2 separate regions of the Mus musculus genome follow, and region 1 is linked to region 2. The links are chromatin contacts, called in public HiCAR-type maps. All regions are on one chromosome and are shown on one strand. Each heading gives the region's core, a stretch centred on a gene start, on an enhancer-like site or on the middle of the called end of the contact. The rest is flanking DNA. Distances are from core to core; before and after follow the strand shown.

The links. HiCAR-type assays count read pairs that join an accessible place to other places.
Region 1: a HiCAR-type map of astrocytes shows a contact between it and region 2, with 5 times the contacts expected there. The contact joins the promoter of Tmem220 here to the promoter of Myocd in region 2. A contact is called at or near these places in 1 of 39 promoter capture datasets (hippocampal neurons) and 1 of 115 datasets of contacts at active chromatin or transcription factors (astrocytes).

What each region holds. Positions count from the first base shown.
Region 1 is chr11:67,023,752-67,029,505 of GRCm38.p6, reverse strand. Tmem220 (transmembrane protein 220) reads right to left here and starts at 4,352. Exons shown (of 6, transcript NM_001291042.1): 1 at 4,235-4,352; 2 at 3,568-3,597. The coding sequence starts at 4,327.
Region 2 is chr11:65,267,134-65,273,006 of GRCm38.p6, reverse strand. It overlaps Myocd (myocardin), which reads left to right and starts at 3,018. Exons shown (of 13, transcript NM_146386.3): 1 at 3,018-3,363. The coding sequence starts at 3,309. Gm30586 (a long non-coding RNA gene) reads right to left here and starts at 3,082. Exons shown (of 3, transcript XR_001780238.2): 1 at 2,744-3,082.

The DNA of each region.
Region 1 (5,754 bases), core at 3,103-5,602, 1.8 Mb before region 2:
TTCCAGTTGTACACGTGAGGTCACAGAAAGCATCCAAATGATGTGTGGGTCTGACATGCCCAGTACTGAGACAAGGTTGTTCATTTAGGAAACGGAATTGGAAAGACTGGCCCTGAAAAGGTCCCATTCTCGAGCTTTATTGTAAGAAACAGACTCTGGCGGTGTGTGTGTGTGTGTGTGTGTGTGTGTGTGTGTAGCCGAAGGCAAGAAGGGAGAATAGATTCATAAAACTTGGAGACTTTCCAAGACAGGGGGCTACTTCACCATAACAGTTTCAGTGTGTAGAGCAGAAACCTTCAGTCTCTTTGGAAATGACCAGAAGAACTGTTGTTTCAAGTGGCTGGTTTTCACCTTGGATCTGAAAGTCTGTGTTAGTGTTTCCTGCTCCATCCAAGCTGGTGACTGGAATGTCAGCCAGTTGATACCTGCAAGTCAGGTTGTCTCTGACAGAGGGGCAGGCATGCTCCTTGAGGGTCTTTAGCATGGGTCTTGTGCTGAGCGGGGAGGTCTGTAGTAGGTCTCAGCGTGCTGTCTTTCTGACAAGTCCCTGGATAGAACACTGCTGCTCTTCCAAGGACACACTTAAGGGGTGAGGGGCCACGGGTGAGACCCATTCCACACGGATAACTATATGATTCAGCTACTCGGGAGTGAGGCAGACAGAGGCAATCAGAGACAGAAGACCATTAATGAGCACACACCATACAATACCCAACGGTGCTCTGTGGGAAATGTTCTGCATAGATTTTAAAAATGTGCACGCAAATGTCTGCATGTCTGTCTCAACACTACACAGCCTTATTCTACTGCTTTATATGAAGAAATCGATCCTTTGAGTCTCTCACAGCAACTGTGATATAATAATCCGTATGAAAATGCTTTGCCCTGTCGATAATCGGAGAAGATGAAAAAAGCTGGGGGTGGAGAGATGGAAAAGAACTGCTTCTAGTACACACGTTACAACAATGGTAGCCCACGACTTTAAACCCAGCATTTGGGAGGCAGAGGCAGGCTAATCTCTGAGTTTAAGACCAGCCTAATCTACAGAGTGAGTTCCAGGACAGCCAGGGCTACACAGAGAAACCCTGTCTTGAAAACCAAAAATGAAACAAAACAAAAAAACAAGGCTCAGTAAAAATATGAACCCGGTATAATTCACTTATAATGTTCTCTTCTGATACTTTTGGGATTTAGTAAATGCAGTTAGCTTATTAATTTATGAATGAATGCGTGTGCATCTGTGTATATGCATGTGTGTAGGATCTAAGTGGTAGTGGTCAGAGGACACCTCTGTGGAGTCCATTCTCTTCATGGGTCCCTAGGACCAAAATCAGGCTTTAGGCTTCTGGGCAAGCAACTTTACCCACTGAGTCATTTTGCCAGTCCTTCATTATTATTATTATTTTTAACCAATGGAAAAACTAAAGGTATCATAGTATCCACTTAACAGAATTTAATTTGTAAAGTCATTGAGTACCCTGGACTTGTCCCTAATTCTCATCCATTGCAAAAATGGTCATGTCCAGGAATATAGGTAAGGCGGTGTCTCCCAGGGCCAAGTTAATGCCATACAAGGCATTTTAACAAGGTATGGTTGCATATAAATCACACCGAGACTCTAATAACAACACGGCATGCTGATTTGTGCAAACCAAATGCCACCTGTCCAAGGGACTTCTTGGGAAACATTTTGTCTGTAACTGGAGGGATGGAAGCCCAGGAGGAAACCTATCTCGCTCCTGCTTTGACTCCTCACGCATTGGGTATACTCCTCTGGGGCTTAGAGAGGTCTGCAGCTGCAGAAGCTATTCAATAAACATGAGGAAGGCTGAGAAGAGAAAGCCCTATTCCTTCATGCCACTCTTGACCACCAAGTGACCACCAGAGTTTCTTTCTTTCTTTCTTTCTTTCTTTCTTTCTTTCTTTCTTTCTTTCTTTCTTTCTTTCTTTAATTATGGAACGCTTCGTTTCTTACGTGATATGTTCTGTATTTCTATAACCTGTTGTTATAATCCACATCCCAGTATTTGCCTCTGTGATGCAAGTAGCCTCCATGAACAAGGTACAGCAGGGACTGTGGGAAGGAGCTGGGCGAAGACCTAGTTTCCAAAGTGCAGAAAGCAACATAGTACTGTTCATCTGTGCATCCATTCCTTCTGTACTTCCCTCGGGAGGATCTTTACGAGGAAACTTTATACAAGGCTCCTAAGAAGATGGAGACCATGTCCCTGTCCTTCTGGAAGCTGGCTGCCCAGAGCATCAGCCAAAGGAGTTATTGCTACAATAAGAGATCAGGAAGGATGGTCAGATCCTCCTGGAAAGAGGCAGAGCGACTGAGATGGCATCTGAGACAGTCCTGGGAGCCTGGGCACACAGCAGCAGGCAGGCTAGGGGCAAGGCCCATTTGCCATCATTTCTGGACTAGACTCCAAAGACAATGCTGGAAATGTGGGATGGGCCATGCTATGGTGGGGCTAAAGACCAAATGGAGGAGCTCCGACTTAGCTTGGGAAACAACAAAGGGTTTGAAAGCGGACAGTGTTGTAGAGGCAGAGGAGGCAGGAGGCAGATAGAAGAGTTATAAGGCTGTCTTCAGGGGAAGTAAGGGAGGGCTGAGTGGGAACGAGCAAAGGTAGGGTACTCAGGCACTGTGCATGTACCTATGCCTAGAATGGATGCTGCTGAATTCTTTTTTTACTTTTGACAGCATCTCAGGGCAGTGATGTTAAAGGCAACAGGTATTGAGTGAAGATGCCTAGTAGCTCTGCTGAGAACAGAAATTGCTGGGTCAGTCAGGAGGTGGACGAGGCTTAGGGAGGAGGTGTTCTGTGGGATCCCAGACAGGTTTCACAGAGCAGCATGGTGGTGCTGGTGGCTATTTGGAGCCATCTTTTAGAGAATCAACATGGAGCTTCCTGAGGGGATATATGAGATATGATTGTGAACTCAGGCTATGGAGCAAAATGCTGAGGAGGTCATCTAATTTGGGGAGAGGGGACTCTGGATAACAAGCAGTTTCAGGCCATGGTTCTACTGCACCAACATTCAAACCAGGCTAGAACTCAGCTCTGCATTCCTGGTGTTCTCACTCACTGCTCTCTATACAGTGAACACTGTCCCCAAACCCAAGAATGAGTTTCTCAGTGATACTGTGCAGTCTGCCTCCAAGACGGTCTATTGTTGTCTGAGAACAAAAGTCACAGATGGATATAACCGGCACACATCCTTGTTACGGCTGTCATAAAGGTTAGCATAATGTATGTCAAATGACTAGCATGTTGTAAGTCCTTAGCAAAGACAGGAGCTCTTACTGTCATGCCCGGTGTAGTCATGGGAAGTGGGAGTCGCTGGTATAAGCTCTCTCTGCAGAAAGACTTTCGTGTCTACAGAAAGTTCAGAATTCACATCTCCATCAGTTATATGATCAGAGTGATTTCCCCCTCCGATGCGAAAAATTAGGGACATGAGCTCACAGAGGTATTAATTTCTGGGTTTTAGACAAGAGTCCCAGGATCAGAGTGTAGTCGTGTCAAATGGAGGAACGTTTTGCAAGTAGCTCATACTCACCACCCACAACTCTGCATCTGGATCGTTTACCTAGAATGTCAAAACGTCAAGGTGTTAGCTCACATTAGATCCATGTATCCTCTGTCTGGTCTGGCCTTGTGTTTACTATTCATTGCGAAGAACTAGGCGCTACAATGGGCTCAGGGTACATAACACCATGAGCTAGTTTAGCAGTCTGCACATCCCGATGGCAGCAGGGACTCTCCTCTCGGTTGAACACAACAGGTAGATCTAACCACCCAGCCATGCATCTTTTGAAAATAACTGCTTGGGATTTCCTAAGAACTATTATAGTGTATATGAAAATCCTAGGTCCCAAGATACGAGGGCAGTCACCCTGAGGATGATCAGGAAGAGGTCTAGGAAGGGTAAGGATGCTGTCTATTCTATTTCCACTTTCCTCCCAGGCGCTAAAACCCATCTCACTGAGGCTGAAGATTCGAAAAGGTGTCAGAGCTGCGGTTCTGGGCCCCTTTCTAAGTGACCGGCTGCACAAACTTGCACGCGGGGCCGCTAGGTCAAGCTCTGAGTGCGTTGCCTAACTACACATATTCATCCATGTTCTTTCTGCTTGAAAGGACTCTGTGGGTCCCAATTCGGCTCCACCCTGAGAACTGGTCGCCCAGGCTTCGCGGTCCCTCTGCCAGCCCTCCTCAGCCCGCCTGACCTGCACCACAGCGGCCAGGGCGAAGAAAGCTGCCATGAGTGCGTTGCAGGCCCGCCACAAGCCGGGAGCCCAAGTAGCCACTGCTGGCGCCATGACCTGGAAGCCGGAGGAGCAGGACAGGCCCCAGAGGGGCGTGGCCAGAGGGCGAGGCTGGGCTAGCGGGGCGGTACCCAGGAGGGGCGGGGCGTAGTAGGTGGGGGAGGGACAAGGGGCAGGGCTCAGACAGCGGGAGCGGGGATACAAGGGCGAGGCGAGCCCTTCTTCCCTCCCCGCCCTCCTCAGGTCTAGAACGGTCTTGCGGCGCTCTCTAGTGGATAAAGTGTATCATTGGCATGTGCCTTTCTTTTCCCTTATTCTTTCTCTCATTAAAAAAGCAAATGAAGCCGGGCGTGGTGGCGCACGCCTTTAATCCCAGCACTCGGGAGGTAGAGGCAGGCCTGGTCTACAAAGTGAGTTCCAGGACAGCCAGGGCTACACAGAGAAACCCTGTCTCGAAAAAACAAAACAAAACAAACAAACAAACAAACAAACAAAGCAAATGAAAGAAACAAAACAAACACAACAGAACAAACCAGAAACGCAAATGAAGAAGAGAAAGGAAAAGAAAAAGGACGCGCTAGCGCGCGTGTTCTGGTTAGGTTTTGTTTTTGTTTTTGTTTTTCCGTTTTCTGTGAAAGGGTCCAGTGGCTGTCCTGGAACTCACTATATAAAACACACTAACTTCAAACTCACAGTCTGGTCTCATTTACACATTCATAGTCCTAAATAGTGCTGGAATTAGTATTTAAGTGCTTCTTTTTAAAGCTCCCGTGCTTCCAGAGGGAGGAAAACATTGCGACATTTCTGAAGTGAGTTCCAGAGGCAGCTCCCTTTACCTTCACGTGCTCTCATCATATAAGATATTTATTTATGTATTATACATATTTATATTTCTAACCCATCTGCAAAACCAACGTTTCCAACACTCATTTGCTATGCATTTCTTAGAAAGGGAAGACTTGGAAGTATTGGCAGCTCTCTGCTCACTTATTTCAGCCAGTTTCCTGTTGTGTAAGCTACGGAGTAGCTCTTCTTTGGGCTCATTTACACATGCATAGACCGAATCATTGTTATTCTAAATAGTCTTTGTCACCTCAAATCCTGCATTTTGGGTGCCTGACTGTTCTGCTTTCCTTTTAACTAAAAGAAGAAAAAGATCAACTTCTCAGAAGTGTTTTCCATTCAAGGGCAGCCTTTAGAGCAGCACTTCTCAACTTGTGGGTCGCGACCCCTTCGAGGGGGCCAAAGGACCCTTTCATAGAGTTCCCCTAAGACCACCAGAAAGCAGATTTGCATTATGATTTATAACAGTAGCAAGATTACAATTATGAATAGCAACAAAAATAATTTTATGGTTGAGGGCCACCTTTGTTGTGATCATAAAAAAAGAAAGAGCTATAAGAATATGTTCTGGCAGGGTGTGGGGAAGGAGATGTCTCCGTGGGTCCATGCCAAGGTATCCCTTCCCTCTGAGGGACCAG
Region 2 (5,873 bases), core at 1,769-4,268:
AGCAGCCATTGCTACATTGCTAGGCTACACTCTGACAGCAGCTGTCTGAGATTCCATTCTCCTGGGGGAACAGCCTGTCCAAATTCCACCAAAAAAAGTCATAAAAATATTTGAGCATAGAGGGCAAAGGATGAGCCTCTATAATGCACATATTTATATCCATAGATATCCCAAAGCCATAAGGGCTAGAAATCCCGGAGGGCAGAAGTCAGCTGCTCTATTCTCTGATGGGAAAAATCGAGGAGAACTGTGGTTATCAGGGTTTCCCAACTCATCCATGGAGCTGCTGGGGGTGGGGTGAGACCAAGAGACAGAGAGATGGGAGAAAGAGGAAGGGAGAAAGCCAGGAAGCGAAAATAAGAACGGAGGCATGCTGCTCTACTCTTTTAATTCTAGCACTCCAGAGGCTGAGGCAAGACTGTGGTCAACCTGAACAGGCTCTACTCACAAGAGCAGCTAAACAACACAAACCTAACACAATGGCTTTAAATAATGCAAAAGGGGAAGAAGGAGGGGGATGAGGGGGAAGAGGAGGGGGAGGAGGAGGGGGGAGGAGGGGGAAGAGGAGGGAGGAGGAGGAAGACAATACCTCAAGGGCAGCTCAGAGATGGATGGGTAGGGAGGCAAGGAAGGTGGAGAGAGATCTGAATCGAATCGGGTTGGGGTAGGGAGCATGAATATGATCCAAATTGATAATATGAAATTCTTGAAGAATTAGTTAAAATATTACTTTAAGGATTAATGAATAAACTCCTTTTGAGATGAAAACTAAAAAAAAAAAAAAAAAAAAAAAAAAAAAAAAAAAAAAAAAAAAAAAAAATCCTAGGGCAGGGAGACCTCATCTCACTAATCTCACTAAATAACAATAAAAGAAAGCCAGCAAAAGAGGGACTGTGGTCCTGTCCACAAGCACACACTCCAACCCCCTCCGTCCCTCTGGGTCAGAAAGACCCTTGGTTGGATCCTTCAGCTGATTTTATCACAACTCCCACTGAATAAAGAAAGCCCCACTAAGTTGCCGTGGGCATCTCCTCAGCCTTGCTGTCTTCAGTGTAAACATTCCTTTGGGTCTTTCCTTCTATTCTTTCTTTTTCATGTTTCACAGAGTTTCCTCCATGGGATAATTTTGTGATGTCCCTTATCCTGCTACCTCTTTTCTCTGGAGTCGCCCCTGCCCCATGCATCTCAACCCTGCTTAGGGCTGTTCTAGACATGCGGGCCTGACCCCTCCCAGTCCTTCCTCTGTTGTGTTTCTCTTCTTTGATGAGCTGGGACGAGAGAGACCTTCTCTATGTAACACACAATACAACATCTTCCCCTTCACTTCCAAGTTCAGGCATCTGCAATTATGTTACATTGCATAGCAAGTGGGAATAAGGATTCATCATCAGCTAGCCTGACAGAGTTTTTCCTTAAAGTAAGGTTAACTCAGAGAGAGATGCAGAAGGTGGGGAGGGAGGAGCTAGACTGATAAGATGTAATAAGAACTTGACCCACAATTTCTGTTTTGGGAGATGGAAGAACAGGCTGGAAGCCAAGGAACATGGGTGGCCTCTAGTAGTTGGAAAGGGAAAGGAAATGGAGTCTCTTCATGAGCTTCCAGAAGGGAACACAGTTCTGCCAACACCTTGATTTTTTTTTTTTAACTCAGTGAGACCAGTTTCTGACTCCCAGCCTTCAAACCTGCAAGGTAATGAATCGGGATTGATGTAAGCCATTAAAGCGGCTGTGATCTGTTCCCACAGGAACAGCCCAGTTCAGCACTGCTTGTGGAATGCACAACCACTGCCAGGCTACCACAGGAGGCAGCCTGTTGTAGGCTCGTACTGCCCAACCCTATTCACAAGAGGAAGTTGAGTAGCAGGGCTCCACCTCCTCTCTGATTTAGTGAGGAGGAGCATTACCTATCTCAGAAAACGAATTCCAAGATTCAAGTGCATTGGTGCAACCCAGAGAATGGGAAAAAGGAAGGTCTGGGCACCCTAGGGTGTCTTCAGCAACAGTTGATAGAGGCAGAAGACCCCGGATCAGGGCAGAGATTAGTCCCTAACAGATATTGTTACATTAGGCCTCCACCTGTCATTGTCATTCTCTTCAAGAATTCACAGCTTTGAGACAAAAGGGGAGATGTAAAGAATTGTATCTGGGAGCTCACGTGCATATAAAGTTGCAAATAGTGGCAAATTGTGTGTTGTATGTATGCAGTTCAATGTTTTTTTTCCAACTATCTAAATCTTTGTCTTAGAACATGTGTTGTACTTAATGATGCACGTGGGACCCTGTCACCCCAGGCACCCCAGAGACGCGCATCCTCAGCGCCTCTTTGGGTCCCTTTCCCACTATGAAAGGGACGTGAAAAACCTCTGCACTTTTCCGATCTGGCTTGCCCAGGCCACCGAATCCTACCCTGTTGAGTGCTCAATAGTACGCTCAACTTTTGCACCAATCGCACTCTGGGCTCAGTCCCCAGACACAAACTTTTTGTGAATCCAAAGAGAACATCCAACCACAGGGAAAGACTTTCTGCCACTTCTTCAGCCGCTCAGTAGCTGCTCCAGGCATCGGTCTCCTGAAGCACCACCGCTCGGATACAGAGGGGAAGCGGGTGCTCCCGGGAGTTGCAAGCCAACCCAGCTTCTTGGCCCAGGCTCCAGCGCGTTCTGGAGATGTACCTTCCAGAGCCCTGCAGTAAGCTGGGGACACCAGGGACATGCACACCTAGGACAAGCAGATACACTCCTACCGTCGCCAGGCGCCACCTGCACGCCGGGCGCCGCCTGCAGCCTTCGGGCATCCGATTTAGGGGTGCCAGTGCAGAGACTCCCGCCTGGGCAAGCAGCCTTGGCGCACTATTCTGCAAAGAGTTAAGAGCCGGCTGTTAAGACTCCTGGGGCCGCGTCTGGTCCCCAGGCCCCGCTCACCGCTCCTGATTGGCTGATCTCCTGTCAGTAGTAAAGAGGATCAGATAGCAAACTTGGGACCTTCATAAAGGCGTGGTGGCGGTACTCCGCGACCGCTGGCAGCCTATGACATCAGCCAGGAACGCCTAGGATGCGGCTGTTCCCGGCCACCCTCAGAGGAGGAGGGTCCTGCCTGCTGGGAGTTAATTAGCCTCGCGAGCGGCGAGGGGGGAGGCGCCAGTTTTCTGGGGACACTGGCGGCCACTGTGCGTCCTCCTACCCAAGGGAGCTCCCCAAGAGTTGGATGAATTCTGGGTTGTTAGCTGCTGTCCTCTGGGCTCCCGGGAGCCAGTTTCTGGTGGAAAGCGGGGCGCCTGGCCAACGACCAGCGGCTTGCTGAGACTCACCATGACACTCCTGGGGTCTGAACACTCTTTGCTGATTAGAAGGAAGTTCCGATCAGGTAGAGTAAGGCGTTCAGCACTCCTTAAACTTTTCATCTCTACCACTCAACTGCTTTACAATGAATGCTTCGGGCCTGAGGTGGCGGCCTTCCCTCTGTTTCCCCAAAATGAACACTGTGTTTGACTGAATGCCTTCAAATGTCTTCCCTTTGACCTGTGTTAAGTTTGAGTTTTGTTTACGAATAATCCAATGTTTTACTTTATTTTACTATATTTTCCTTTATCGGTAAATAGACATTTTTAAGGGGACGACCCAAAAGGAACTGTGTTGAAATGGGCAACTCCAGGATCTGAAGTTATAGAGTGGGCGCGTTATCAGTTACAACCGCTGAGACAATGTGCCTAGGACTGTGAGACGTCTAGGGGTCACTTAACATGTAGCTAATCCAAACAAATGTATTTCCCAAAAAAGTCACTTGGAGGAAGTAAAAATAGCGAATTTGGAGCACACCAAGAATTTTTAAATGACATCACCATGGGGGAAAAAAACCAGCGCCACAAATATTTTTTCCCAAACCATCTGATATTTATAAATGGACAATTTTCCCTAAAATTGTTGTGTTAGTGGCACACAGAGAAACTTCTGGAGGGACACTCAGGAGAGGTGAGTATAAGGAAAGGGTACGTGGGGGCCTACAGAAGACGCAGGATTGTGTTCCCTCGTTCGCATCCTGGAAGGGCTACCTAGCTTTGCCCATTCTTGCTTTTATAACAGTGGTAACAGGGCCATTCAATGATGGCAGGGCACCTTCTAAGAACGAACATTTTGGTGGATAGCTCTGGTGTGAGCCTTCCATGTAACAGGTGCTGGCTGATGCTGGTGCCACTCACTCTGTCAATTCCCTTGGTCCTTCTGAAGGAGCTACTCAACTGTTTGTCTTGAAATGAGTGGCTCAGAAATTGTGCACAGTGGGTGATGGGCCATAAGGAGCCTCTGTAACCACCTCAGTTGTTCCTGATCCTTAGGTGTGGATGGGACACTCTGGGGATTTCTTGAAGGATTGTTTAGTGAGGCAAGTTGAAAACTTAAGAGCTGAAGTGGCCAGGAGCCACAGTGCCTCTGGAGGCCTGGGGTGTGTCTCCTAACCACTAGCCACCGGGGTCAGCCATGCACGTTTGTCCTTTCCATGTTGAGGTGAGGTGGTTAGTTTGTTCATCAGAGACCTCACATGCTTGGTAATTTGCTCAAAACCACAAGGCAATACTGCCACCTTTCTGAGGGAGCAAGGATGTCATTTTTGTTTTTGCATAAAGCTGAGTTTATTTCAACTGCTCCCGTGCAGTTTAATGGGGTAGACGGAGGGACAGGGAGAGGCTGCTGGATCATTTCTAAAAGGATTTGGTGATGTTCTTGATAGTGGGCTTGCAAAACAGACTTATCAAGGAATTCCTCAGCTGAAATATGGTGGAGAGGGAAAACTGTTTGCACTATTTTAACCCCTAACTCAGTGGATTGTGCAGGCCTGAGGTCTCTACCTGGACCCTGCGAATCTTTATCCTGGAGCTTTGAAGAAGTCCAACCCCACTTTTTTTTTTTTTAAGACAGGGTTTCTCTGTGTAGCCCTGGCTGTCCTAGAACTCACTCTGTAGACCAGGCTGACCTCAAAATCCACCTGCCTCTGCTTTCCAAGTGCTGGGATTAAAGGCATGTGCCACCACTGCCTGGCACCAATCCCACGTTTTTCAGGCATTTTTGTCATAAGGAAGGTAGTTTGTCGAAGCATAATACAGAAGTAGGAAGCTTAATTTAAGCTTTGATTTAAAAGTTGAGGGGACTGGAATCGATGACAGACAAAGCCAGTTGCGCATCTTAGGTGTTGTGCTTGATAATCTTACACAAGAGAAAGAAAAACATTATTGTAAGATTGTAAATCAGTTGATGGCTACTGGTTATAGTTCCTGGACAGAGTGACCATGGTGGACATGTGGCCCTGAGGCCTGCCTGGCCTTGTATTAACTGCCTCTGCCTAGGGGACTTTGCTTCACTTTCTGTCTAAAAATGAATGAGGAAGGTCTCTTGTTCACCTTGATATCTCTCTCTCTCCCTCCCTCCCTCCCTCCCTCCCTCTCAGTCACCCCCATTTCTTTCTTGAGGGATTCCAGCTGCCAACTCTAAAACTTCGTATATAGCAGTGAATATTCACTTCAATAGTAGATCCTGGTAGTATGATTTTAAAATTAATGTTTCAAAACTAACTGAAAGTAAACTGTCTTACGATTATAGCAATGGGCTTGCTGTGATAGGACTCGTCCACCATCTCCAGACAGTCCCTCTCATTCTGAAACTGGCGTGGGCAGCAACCATGTTTTACCAACTCCCTACTTACAAGTAGACGTGTGATTGACTGACCTGCCATGAAAGTTTGGGACTCAGAATGTTTACATCTGTGAACATGTTTAGTGATGTTAATTAATCTTACCTAGCAGAAGCAGGGTGTCATGGCTGAATGTGCGGGTCTCGGTCAGACTAGCTGGGTTTTCAAGCCATCACCTCTTTGGTTTTGGCTAT